Linked DNA regions of Mus musculus: region 2 is linked to region 1. Evidence: chromatin contacts called from public HiChIP or PLAC-seq data. All regions are on one chromosome and are shown on one strand. Each heading gives the region's core, a stretch centred on a gene start, on an enhancer-like site or on the middle of the called end of the contact. The rest is flanking DNA. Distances are from core to core; before and after follow the strand shown.

Region 1 (3,014 bases), core at 81-2,580:
TAAAGTAAGCCTAGGATACAGTCAATGATTAGTAAGCAGTATCTGTAATCGTACCTCGAAGAACACCACCTGCACTTCACAAGGTATATGTCCTTCCTCCACACCATACACAGAATGCCTTCACCTATTCTGCTTGTGAAATAATAGTAAATTCACGAAACGGGTCTCTGGCATTTTAAGAGTTCTACATTTTCATTCCAATCTTATTTGTGCCATCCTAAGCTACTTCCCAGAGAGTTGGGATTCTTTCTGGATGTGTTCTTTCTGTGCCCGTGCCTTTGGGAAAAGCACACACTGGGCTGTACCATGGACGAGGCGAGATGTGCTTCATACTTCATTCCTCAGGACCCTTTTCAAAGCTGAGAGGATTTATCAAACACCCATCATTAGACAGTGGAAGGTCAAGGACTGGGGCACGGTATTTCTTACCCTTGGCATTACATTCTGGGCACATATCACAGAACCAAGGCAAATGTGCATGTGCAGTAAATGGACAGGAATGTTCTCAAGGAAGAATGAGAGATCTGCCTGACACCAGGCATTCACTGAGTCTCCATACCTGAGGGCAAGAAGGCTGGAGCCAGTTCTCTGCTTACTGGCTCCCGGATTTCTAATGGGTTCTTTAGCTGTTTAATTATGCTCAAATTTGAATCAGTTAAGTAGAAACTGGGATAGAATATCTCTTACAGCAGTCACCTTTACCCAAGAATCTAATTTTATTTAGTGACATTAGATCGCAGCCCCAAAATATTAAGTAGAAAAGTCTACAAAGTCATGTTTTAAGAGTATTTATAGTATTTTTATATTTGTTCTATCTTATTAGTAGTATCACTAATCTCTCTGTATACCTAATTTATAGGAACATACACAGAGGAACATAATGTATAGGAAGAAACATAGCACACACAGGGTCCAGTACTGCCTGTGGTAATGGGTATCCAGAAGGGTTCTGGGATCAGGTATCATGCTTGTTTTGAGATTGAGATAAAATAGCATGTGTGGATTATTTTGCATACAATAAGTGAATAAAAGAAACCATTCCTGAAGAAGTAAGTCTCAGATGCCCTTGGAGAGCACTGTTGAGGAAAGTGAGGAAGTTGTCCCTCCAGAAGATGCTGATCTGAGCCTCTGATCCCTGAGAACCATGAATCTGTTGCTAGTGAGCAGCAAGGCCCTCTTCCAGCTTTAGCGACCTCAGAGCTGATGAAGAGATGATCATTTCCTCCCAGAGTTGTTTTGTTCTCTTTCCAAGACTTAGAGCAACTGCTGGCTCAATAGGAAGCTCTCTGAAGCTGAGTCAACCTTCACTCATCCTAAGAGGTGACTCACACACCAGTGTGTGGTCCACAAATGCTATGGGGGTGGTACCTCTCCAGAGGCTGCTGATGGCCCTGTCTGAGTTGTTTGTGATCACAAACTCCTCATCAGCAGACAGGAGAACAGATGCTCTAATTAAGTTCTCATACCATCGTGTCCCGTCTGTACTCCTACAGAAGCAGAGAGGCAGCCACGGGCTTTATGGAAACATGAACTTGGGAGAAAGGGGGGGGGGGCATTTCTCCCATTCTCTGACCTTCTTTTGAAGTCTGGCTACGAGTCAGAATGAGATGTGGAAGACCTGAAAACTTGTATTAATCATGTTGTGGTAAAGAGAATATGATCATATGACAGGGAATTTTGGAAGTTGGGGCAATTTCAGGGAGGCAATCTTGTATTGCCTCAAGCTTCACATCACGATAACATTTTATGAAGGTTTAAAAATGATTAACTTATTGTTTTTCTGCTTCTGCCAATATACAAATACTTTATGGGCACTAGACCTTATTCCTCACTTTTACTAGGTTTGCCCTGTGAAGTCTGGCACAAGCCATGTAGTAAAAAAGTTGAGTCTGAATCTGAGTCTTAATTTTCTTTCAAAAAACCACAAGGATGCTCTAACCCTGGATAATGTACTCAAATCGGGGTCTGAGGCCAGAGGTGGTCTGTAGTTGTCAGCATCTTGTTATCAGTGACCTGCAGAAAGTGACCATTGGGAGCTTCCATAACAGCCGCCTTTTGCCAGAAATTTTTTTTGTATTTTTATGAGTATTAATTAGTAGTAGCATTTTTAAGATTTAATTAAAATGTCATCACAGTCTGAGAACCATTAATGCTGTCATCCCATACAGATGTGCTCCAGCCTGTAATTATTAAAGTGCATGTTGTTTTATTTTAATACCTTCCTCAGGTTTTTCTTTTATTATCATATTTCAGCCTCATTTGTGTCACATGATCTCCATTTTGTTATTCTTATTCATTTTTCAGTGCTGAGCACACAGGACCCTAGAGCCTGTGCATGTGAGCCAAGGACTCTACAAAATGCTGTGAACAGACAGACTCAGCCCTAGGATTTAGTGGACATGCTATGAGTTTCAATCAGAATCGCAGAAGCACAGTCCTGGGAAATCCCATCCTCCCACTGTGTGGCAGGTCCCTTGCTCTGCTCTGGTTCTACAGTGAGAACACTCCCAGCATGAGCCTCTCATTGAAAGCAGCTTCCCCCATCTAGTGAGGTGCTGTGGTTTGAATGAGGAGAGTCCCCACAGTCTGGTGCCACAGGACCTTTGAGAAGTGAGTCCCTGGAGGCAGTCCTTGAGGCTTTATGACATGGCCCTGCTTCCTGGTCTTTCTTTGCTTCCTGAGTGTGTGTGCAATATGACCAGCAGCCTCCTACTCCTGCCACCATGTTTTTTCTGCCTTCTGCCATGTCCTCTCCAACATCATGGGCACATCATCATGTGGAACAGGAAGCCAAAGGAAGTCCCTTTTATGTTAAATTGCTTAAGCTAGGGCACTTCATCAAATCAATAAACAATGGACCGGGTCATAGGCAGCTTGCTAAATACTAGCTCAGAGCATATATTGGACTAGTAAGGTTGTAAAAACTATTTTCCAAGTTTACTAGTTCATAGGCATTTACAGAACCGAATTTTATATTCTGTAAGTGAAAATTATGTAATTTTGAGTAGTTGTGT
Region 2 (3,083 bases), core at 462-2,961, 200 kb before region 1:
GAACAGAGGATAGAAATGACTTGGCCACAGTCTCTTAGCTGGCTGGCATTGGGACAAGAGAGATGGCTGCCTCCATTCCTTTGACAATTCCTCATGGCCCTCCATGTTCTCAGAAGACCAAGTATGACTCTATGGGGAAAGAAAGGAGCTATCAATCCCCAGTAGAAATCAGTGCATGGTGTTTGGTAGTGAGGTATAGTCAGCTTTCTAGACTCTACCAAAGCCCAGGATGGCGACTTAGCGGTAGCCTTTGCTGACTCTGGGTCCTGCTCAGTAAATGGTGCCAAGAAAGCACTGTACAAATAAAGATAACTCTGGAAGAGAAACCAATGGGCCCATCCCAGAAAAAGGAAAAAAAAATCCCTCTCCAATCTGCCCATTCTCATCATCCCTCTGTTCGTGTAATACGAGCAAATAGTGGGCACCAGTCACTCTATGTTTTGAGCAAACAGTTGAATGTCACTGTACCTCAGTGGACTAGATGCACACAGGCACAGTAAGTACCTCCTGGCTAGGGTGTCTGACTGGTGGAAGTTCACGGATGAGTAGAGCCTGGTACACAGTTCTCACAGTGGCAGTGTGGTTCGCCACCCTGGGAGTGCCCCCCCCCCCAGCCATCAGCCACTGTGCTCTAGTGTATTGTTTGTGAGCACCTGTGTGTCCTAGTTTGCTGTAATAAAACACCATAATCAAGAACAACTCGGGGAGCAAAGGGTTTATTCGACTTACATTCCCATCATCAAGAAAAGCTAAGGCCGGAACTCCAGGCTCTTGCCTGGAGGCAGGAACTGAAGCAGAGATCATGGAGGAGGAGTTTTCACCAGCTGGCTATGTGTGGCTTGTTCAGATAGCTTCTTCATATAACTCAAGGCCACTTGCTCAGTGGAGGCAATGCCTACAGTACGCTGGGCTCTCCCATATCAGCCATTAATGAAGATAATGCTAACAGACATGTCTAAAAGCCAGTCGGGTACAGGGTTTTGTTTTTTTTTTTTTTCCAGTTAAAGTTCCCTATTCCTAGATGACTCTAGCTTGTGTCAAGTTTGCCAAAAACAAATTAACATACTGTGCCTAGCGAGCACATGCCCTCTGTTGGACAGCAGATCTGTGCTAGACACATTCTCCTGTCTCTGGGGCTATTGCTCCAGCAGCACTCTCCTCCCACATCGACATTACCCACCACTGCTATTTGTCCCTGGGACGGGATTGTTTCTACCACAGTATTCATATACTGGTATGTCTTCCACATAAACATGAACACACTTCGTCAAGCTCATATACCCCTACAGCTGCCATCCTGTCTCTTCGCTCCTTAAACTGGCGCATGCCTGCCCTACCTCTGAACCCTTTCATTCTGTGTCCTTAGGTTCACTCTGGTTGGACTCTTGGCGCCACTCCACCTCCTGAAGTGCACCTGTAACCTCTCCCTGTTCTCCACATCGCAGTTTTAGTGGCTCCACACACCCATCTGGTTTCCCTTCAGAATTTGATGTCTTACTGCATCTACCACCCAAGCCTGAACGCTGTCACCTCTCACCTGCATAGCTGTCACATCTCCACTTTTGCCCCCCTCTGTTCCTCTTCTCAACACAGTCCCCAGAAAAGTTCTCTTAAAACACAAATCAGCTCAAAGCCTCTGTTTAAAAGCCTGCTATGTTTGCCTTCACTGCTAAAGTAAGAAACTTTAGAAACACCACAGTGACCAAGAGGGTTCTGTGTGGCCCATCTCCTCTTCCTGTCACCACACAGACCTATGTTTTCCTTTTGCCCCCACTTCCTCCATCCTGCTTCTAAGAATTGTGTGCTTTCTCCTCTCAGAGACAAACCAGAGGCTGCCTAGCTCCCCTCAAGTCTCACCTCCAGGTCACCTTCAGAGCCATCCTTCCTGATTCCCACTTTAACTGCACACTCTACCCAATGGCTTTTCCTGCTCTATCTCACTCCAGTTGTGACATCTTGTCACTTCCTACCTCTGCCTCCATGGCAGCGCTTTAGGGGTTGCCATAACCAGGCCTGCGGGGTTGCCTAGCACTATCACCAGTCACACGAACTCCATACCAGCAGGGTGGCTGGACAGATCTGTTCACGGACTGATTCATCTGAATAGATTTCTGTGGGCTTTGTCTTACTCTGTTGGTGGAGGGGAGGAAAAAGCTGCCTCTTAGCAGCCATGTGTGTGGCTATGTCCTGGGGCCCACAGGGTGGTGAGTGGAGCTTTCCAAGATCTTACAAGTACCTGCCAGACACACAAGGGAAGGGAAATGTGTACTAAGAGCTTCTAATGCTGGGATAAAACATCATGACCAAAACGCAAGATGGGTGGAAATGGCGCATTAGGCTTATGTTTCCACACTGTAGTCCATCACTGAAGGAAGTTGGGACAAGAACTCAAACAGAGCAGGAAACTAGAGGCAGGGGCTGATGCAGAGGCCATGGAGGGGTGCTGCTTACTGACTTGTTCTCATGGATTGCTCAGCCTGCTTTCCTGTAGAACCCAGGACCATCGGTGGCAGGCGTAGCACCACCCACAGTGGGCTGGGCTCTGCCCTCGATGATCATTAGTTAAGAAAATGCCTTACAGGCTGGCCTAGAGCCTGGTCTTACTGAGGCATCTTCTCAGTTGAGATTTCCTCCTTTCAGATAGCTCTAGTTTGGGTCACGCTAAAATAAAACTAGCCAGCACGCTGCTCCAATGCCACTCAAATTTGGCTCCGTAATAAAGTTTCCTTTACTCCCTTTGAGTTGTGAGAGTTAAGGGATTTTTGTTTTGTTTTGGTCTTACATCAACAATGCCTTCTCTTCCATAGCCCCTTCCAGAGGGCCCCCAGCCCTCCAGCCCAGTCTGACTCTCAATACCATCTCCAGGCTACCCGCTAAGTCAGCAAAGGGGACACACTTGCCTCCCTGTGGTATGTGTTCTCCCTCACACTCCACACTATAAGGAACAGCCTTTCTCCTGCTGCCCACTGGGAAACGATCTCTAGCCTACCTATGCCCTTCTTAAGGATCCGTTGTGGTAGGTGGTTGTGTGACTTCTCTTCTCACAGAGATGTGAAACAAGTTCTTGGGCTGGGAGTGACAAT

What was found. HiChIP or PLAC-seq counts read pairs in DNA pulled down with a chosen protein or histone mark.
Region 2: a BATF HiChIP or PLAC-seq map of CD8 T cells shows a contact between it and region 1, with 8 read pairs. The contact joins two enhancer-like sites. A contact is called at or near these places in 1 of 484 Hi-C or Micro-C datasets (cerebellum) and 2 of 115 datasets of contacts at active chromatin or transcription factors (CD8 T cells and large pre-B cells).

The regions. Positions count from the first base shown.
Region 1 is chr4:94,999,902-95,002,915 of GRCm38.p6, reverse strand. All of the region lies in intron 2 of Gm12694 (a long non-coding RNA gene), which reads right to left. Among named protein-coding and RNA genes, the nearest start is that of Gm12694, 22 kb to the right of the region's middle. Within about 2 kb of position 1,330, at least 67 of the 459 cell types and tissues checked have an H3K27ac peak or open chromatin away from gene starts, as enhancers often do. A contact at or near this core is called in CD8 T cells, where this site is marked.
Region 2 is chr4:95,198,624-95,201,706 of GRCm38.p6, reverse strand. All of the region lies in intron 1 of Gm12708 (predicted gene 12708), which reads right to left. The region is part of intron 2 of Gm32240 (a long non-coding RNA gene); the gene reads left to right. Among named protein-coding and RNA genes, the nearest start is that of Gm12708, 6.9 kb to the right of the region's middle. Within about 2 kb of position 1,711, at least 33 of the 459 cell types and tissues checked have an H3K27ac peak or open chromatin away from gene starts, as enhancers often do. A contact at or near this core is called in CD8 T cells, where this site is marked.